Linked DNA regions of Ovis aries: region 2 is linked to region 1. Evidence: chromatin contacts called from public Hi-C data. All regions are on one chromosome and are shown on one strand. The core of a region is the stretch at or near the end of the contact, and the rest is flanking DNA. Distances in the headings are between cores, read along the strand shown. Region 1 holds the start of DCN (decorin). Region 2 overlaps LOC105607925 (a long non-coding RNA gene).

Region 1 (2,981 bases), core at 168-2,667:
TACTTAAAACACAGCATCTTAATTAATCTAGGCTACTGACAGTGATAGTCTCTTTATCATTTCCTTCCTCTCAATAAATCAGGAAAACAAACAAACCTATAGCAGTAGCCCATGTGGACATCAAGGAGACTGTTATTGAGATGATATACTGTTAAAATTTCATTTCAACCATTTTAAGTATTCTCAAAATGTATGCCTATTTCCTAAATACTAATTGCTAAGAATGCCACTACTTTAGTAAAGTTCATTGCCATAATTTAATGTGTTCTATCAAAAATAATAATTTTAGGTTTCTTAAACGACATCCCATTAAATTATACCATTCAGATCAACATTTGCATGATGTCACTTATGCCTTTGGTGTGAATTTCAAAGTCAAAATTTAAACCTCAGGAGATAAGTGAAGCTATAAATGCAGAGCAAATTAAACCCCCCAGCACTGGGTGAATTAAAAACCTCAATAATAATAGAAATAAGTTAAAAGTAAACCATAAAACAGTATCCATCTATCAATAAGGGGTACTATAGGGGGCATCTGATTCTTTCTCTGGTCAAAATAGCAATTTGAAGAAAAAGCCGCAGGTATTTATATCACTGGGAGCCCACTTAATCAGTGGTCATCATATTACCCTGTTTTGAAATTAGAAAGAAAAATAACCCACACTTTCATTCTATAGTGAATGTATCTTGTGATAAAATTTCATTGGCAGCAAAAATTCTGCAGTCTCTTCTTTACATTTTAGTAAATATGTAGCTAACTGTGAGATCATCTTAGTTAGGTCCTTAATAATCAGCATAAATAGAGCCAGTGTTTGTTTTCACCTCTCTGGTGACAGTTTCTATTATTTTCTAAGTTGTAGAAATATACACTAGACTTCTATAACTAATCACCAAAGTTCACGTCTCTGAAGTTTAAAAGTTCTTAAAATGTACAAGAATTCAGGAGGAGAATAAATTCTTAAATATACAATCCAACTATGAATAGCATGCCAGTCTAGAATACTTTTCTATAAACATTTCCTAAACATTTAATTAGTAAAAACACAAAATACATCAATAAAGAGAGTCACCGTGTTAGATTATAGTTTCTCTAAGAAACATCTTTGTAAAAACAGAGAGAAAGAACTAAAACAATGCATCACAACCATTTTACCAAATACTTCGTTTCTGTTTTCAAGCAATATTTGTTTAAAACACTGCAGAAACATTACTAAAAGTTCAGTACACATTTTTTTTTCTCGTTTTCTCTTACCAAATAATTCCTTTTTTCTTAACTTGATCAAAGTTTTATTAGTCTGTAGCAGAGTTCAGGACAATTATTGAAAACCATACCTTTTAATCCGGGGATTTGCCACAGGAGCCCTCAAAGCTGAGATGTAATTACACTAAATATTCAGCCCAAGCAAAAGAGTTTGCAGGTGTGGAAAGGAGGAGGGGGAAGGTGCTGCTCTGTGACTGTCACTAGGTTGAAAACCTCCTGCTTCTACTCCATAGCACAGTTAAAAAATAAGGTTTCCCTCAATGAACACAATCCGGCTGACACCCACATTAGATCATATGGTAATGATATGTCTCTCGTATTGTAGCCAGAAACTTTATCGGCCTTTTTTTCTCCCTATTTAAATACTTTATTCCTTTTGCATCTGCTTAAAATTCTAAACTGCTTCTGTAATATAGTAGTGGAGCAACTTGACTTGGAATTTGTTTCATTGTGTCGACTCATTTCCCTGAAATTGTAACTAAAGGGTTTATTTCCCCACCCCCAATCCTACTCCTTTATCCACTCTTTCTAGTCTTCTTTATGAGTCACATTTATCATACTTCTGAAAATGACAGTTTGTTTGTTTTTGTTTTTTTTTTTTTTTGCTTTCAGGATGTGTAAGTCTGGCAAATGGAATGAAATTATTTTAAGTGTGGGCTATGAAAATAAATGAGTACTCATTCGGATTCTTACTTGCCTTGGGCTATTTGTGCAAATTCAAAAATTCAAGTACTATGATATGGAGGTTTTCTATATATCTTGAACATATTTCTAAAGTTCCCTGGAGGAAAGCCATGATTTTATATGAAAAGCACACCATTTATTACTTCCCTTACTTATAGTTTAAAACCTTCCTTGTTGTCTACCAGTTATGTGTGTTTTTTAAAATAAAGCACATAGATACTAAAAGATGATCACAATTTAATTTAGCCTGTATATGAAAAATGTTATTTTCGTAGGCTATATTTTTATGTAATCCAGAACTCTGAAAAGGCAATAAAGTCTATGGCTCTTTCCAAATTCAGTAAATAGAAAAAAGAAAAATAGAAAAAAGAAAGTGCAAATACAAGGAAAGATATTTATTCAGCCAGTGAAAGCTTTTTTTGAGCTTTTGTAATTCCCTTGCTGGATGCTGTCAGTTCTCTGTGTGTCTCTATGTTTTGACTTGTATCTTTATGCCCTGGCCCGTAGGCTGTTAACCAGGTGGAAACTTGAAATCAACATCTGTGAAACATGAGAGGATAACCCTTCCTTTCTCCACCCTCCCTTCTTCCCTTCTCTAGCCATCTAAGTACACAATTCTACAGTAAATATACTTTGCCTTGATGAAACTTGAAGGGATTAAATTTTTATGTGTGTTACCTAAAGAAGAGGGGGTAAGGCTGTTATCACATGATATTTTGCCTTATTTTCCAAGCCCAGTCTCCATAATGTTAACACCTTACCCCACTCTTCTCCTTGGCATTTAATAACCCCATGCCTGGTTAGTCTGATGATTTAAAAGAAAGCAATTATTTTCCCTGGACGTTGGTGCAAAATCCCTGATCCCCTTGGTGGTGGTTTAGTCACTAAAGTGGTATCCGACTCTTGCAACCCCATAGACTATAGCCCACCAGGCTCCTCTGTCCATGGGATTCTCCAGGCAAGAAGACTGGAGTGGGTTGCCATTTTCTTCTCCAAGGGATCTTCCTGACCCAGGAATCGAACCCAGGTCTGCTGC
Region 2 (2,981 bases), core at 247-2,746, 49 kb after region 1:
CCAGTCTATGTCTGATGCAGGATACAGCATGCTTGGGGCTGGTGCATGGGGATGACCCACAGAGATGTTATGGGGAGGGAGGTGGGAGGGGGGTTCATGTTTGGGAACACATGTAAGAATTAAAGATTTTAAAATTAAAAAAATAAAAAAATAAAAAAAAATAAAAAAAATAAAAACTATAGACCTTAAATTATAATTGAATTTTAAAATGTGGCATTAAAAGTAGAGAGAAATATAAAACATTCATTTACATATAGGTATGTATGCAGCACTATTTTAAAAGGAAAGAAAACATATATATCATATTTATGATGGTAAATATACCCAGAAAGAAGGAAAAGACACTATGACCAGGAAGAGGATAGAGGAATTCAGAGTTCTATACTTTATCTGTTATGTATTTTTTATTTTACTTTGAAAATAAAGCACGTGATAAACTTGGTTAAAAATAGTAATAGGCAAAATGGTAGGGGAGATAAAATCAATTGTATGAATAACTGAGATACAATATGAAAAAAATATTCAGTAAATCAGCCCTGAATATTCATTGGAAGGACTGATGCCTAAGCTGAAACTCCAATACTTTGGCCACCAGATGCGAATTGACTCATTAAAAAATACCCTTTTGTTGGGAAAGATTCCACACAAGAGGAGAAGGGGACGACAGAGGATGAGATGGTTGGGTGGCATCACTGACTCAATAGACATGAATTTGAGCAAGCTCTGAGAGTTGGTGATGGACAGGGAAGCCTGGTATACCACAGTCCATAGGGTCACAAAGAGTTGGACATAGCTGAGCAACTGAACTGCACTGATATGAAAAAAAATATGGTCTTGTGAAAGGAAAATTCTTTGTATATTTGTGGCCATCCTTTCTACAGCCAGTTACTTTAAGTTTGAAAGTTCTTTTTCTCTGACTTAGCAAAATTTTGTGAAATGGATGTGCTATTGGGTTTTAACTCCCATTTTTGAGTTAAAACGTATTTACTTAGGATAATCAAGATTTTTCTTGATATTTCATTTTTTGTTATTGCATTTTTTTACTTAATGTTTTACTTAAGTAAACATTTTTGTACAATGTTTTTTGCCGGGGACTTCAGCACATCTGCGTAATGGCACAGAACTCCTGACTGCTATTTTTGATCTGAAGAAGTCAGGGTGTTTCAATGAATTGTCACAGAATAGCTGGCACATGATTTCTCCCTGCCTCACAGGGAGACTTGATTGACTTGATTGACTTTTACAGATTCCAAATTGTCATTCTGCATGGCCTCATTGTATTACTAAATATACACATTTGTCTATCATTGCCAGCCTAAATTTTTTCCAACTCTGATAGCTTTTAACTTTCACTGAGTACTAACAGTCCATGCACATAGTCACTAAGTGAGATTGTTAAATTTCCATTTTCCATCTGACATAAATAGCTACTCAAGCAGATGTGGACTGGGATGGGTATTCCCTAAACCAAAGCTATTTGGCAGAGATCTGTCTTTCCTTACACAAGAGAAGAAAGGGTTTTGATGACTAACATCTTGACTCACTCCATTAATACTTCATGAAAACAGATCTCCTCAAAAATAGTTTTTGGGGGACTCAGGGTAGGGAGAAACTACTTCTAGGTGGGAATCAAGATATCTATGTGGAGAAAGTAGAATTTGACTTGAGAGAAGTTTTCATTCATTCATTTAACACATATTTTTTCAAGCAGCTAAAATTACTTTGCATTGTGACTAACACTGGGCTGAAGAAAATTTTACTAGGTGAAGAAAAAGGGATAAAAATCAATGAGCAAATGAGTAGTTTGAGTAGTTACAAGAATGTTTGAGCAATAGCAGTGGGTCAGTCTAGTGTTCAATTATCTGTTAATACATTCAGCAAACAGTTATACCATTTCTATATGGGCTTCCCTGGTGGCTGAGCAGTGAAGAATCTGCCTGCAATGCCAGAGACTGCCTGCAATGTAAGAGGCATGAATTTGATCCCTGGGTTGGGAAGATCCCCTGAGGGAAGGCGTGAAAACCCACTCCAATATTTTTGCCTGGGAAGTCTCATGGACAGAGGAGCCTGCCAGGCTACAGTCCATGGGGTCATAAGAGTTGGACACAATTTAGTGACCAAAACCTCGTAGTTGATATTGGATTAACTTCTTGGAAAACAAAAGTGACACAGAACAATACTGTCTTTTTGCAAGAATTCAAAATGTAGTGAGACAAATAAAAAATTTTCAGAAAAAAAACATACAATAATCAGTGTACATAAGTAGCCATGCCCCCAGAACTAAGCAACACCAAAAAAAAAAAAAAGGTAAATCTCCTGCCCTTAGTGAGAAACAAAAAAGGCAGGATAACTGATATAATAAATATTGAGATTAGGGAGAGACACAGGTAATATGTGCTTTGAGGGATTTGAAAAAATGTTGGGAAAATTTTAGGAGATTATAGATTATAGGAGAAAGAGACCATAGCTAGATATTGGATTAAAGAAAAACAAGAGATTCAGGTCAATGAGGGCCAGGTAGTCTGAACTTTAGGCTATAACCAGTGGAAATCTTTGAATTTTTAGTCAGAGATGTGATCTCAATGGCCAGTTTTGATGGTCAGCTTTACTTGTGACATAATGCAAAAGAATTATGGGACAGTTAGCAGTCCAAAATTTCCAAGGTTGGTTTAAAAATGAGGCTATAAAATGGTAGAGGATACCACAAACATTGAAGTAGGCAGGGAAATCAATAAAAACTTGCTGAATAATTGATTCAACAATTCTTTCCTGGTTTCTTGCCTGAGAGAAGAAAAGCACAAAACTTGGAAGATTTTACTTGTATCTCAGTCCAAATTCCACTGGAGAGGAGCAGGGACACAGGAGGAAGGAAGGGCACTGGGCCACACCACATGGGCCACGGCTGTCGGCAAATCCGTGTCCATCTGGTCAAAGGGGAAATTGGTTGGCCCGAGGTAAATAAATGGCCCAAGGACCATTTA

What was found. A called contact is a pair of places that touch in the nucleus more often than the background predicts.
Region 2: a contact with region 1 is called in a Hi-C map of tail adipose tissue, with 2.3 times the contacts expected there. The contact joins the enhancer-like site here to the promoter of DCN in region 1. A contact is called at or near these places in 4 of 16 Hi-C or Micro-C datasets (omental adipose tissue, skin fibroblasts and tail adipose tissue).

What each region holds. Positions count from the first base shown.
Region 1 is chr3:127,585,118-127,588,098 of ARS-UI_Ramb_v3.0, forward strand. DCN (decorin) reads right to left here and starts at 1,418. Exons shown (of 8, transcript NM_001009218.1): 1 at 1,333-1,418.
Region 2 is chr3:127,633,740-127,636,720 of ARS-UI_Ramb_v3.0, forward strand. The region is part of intron 2 of LOC105607925 (a long non-coding RNA gene); the gene reads right to left. Among named protein-coding and RNA genes, the nearest start is that of TRNAR-ACG, 30 kb to the left of the region's middle. Within about 2 kb of position 1,497, at least 5 of the 54 cell types and tissues checked have an H3K27ac peak or open chromatin away from gene starts, as enhancers often do. A contact at or near this core is called in tail adipose tissue, where this site is marked.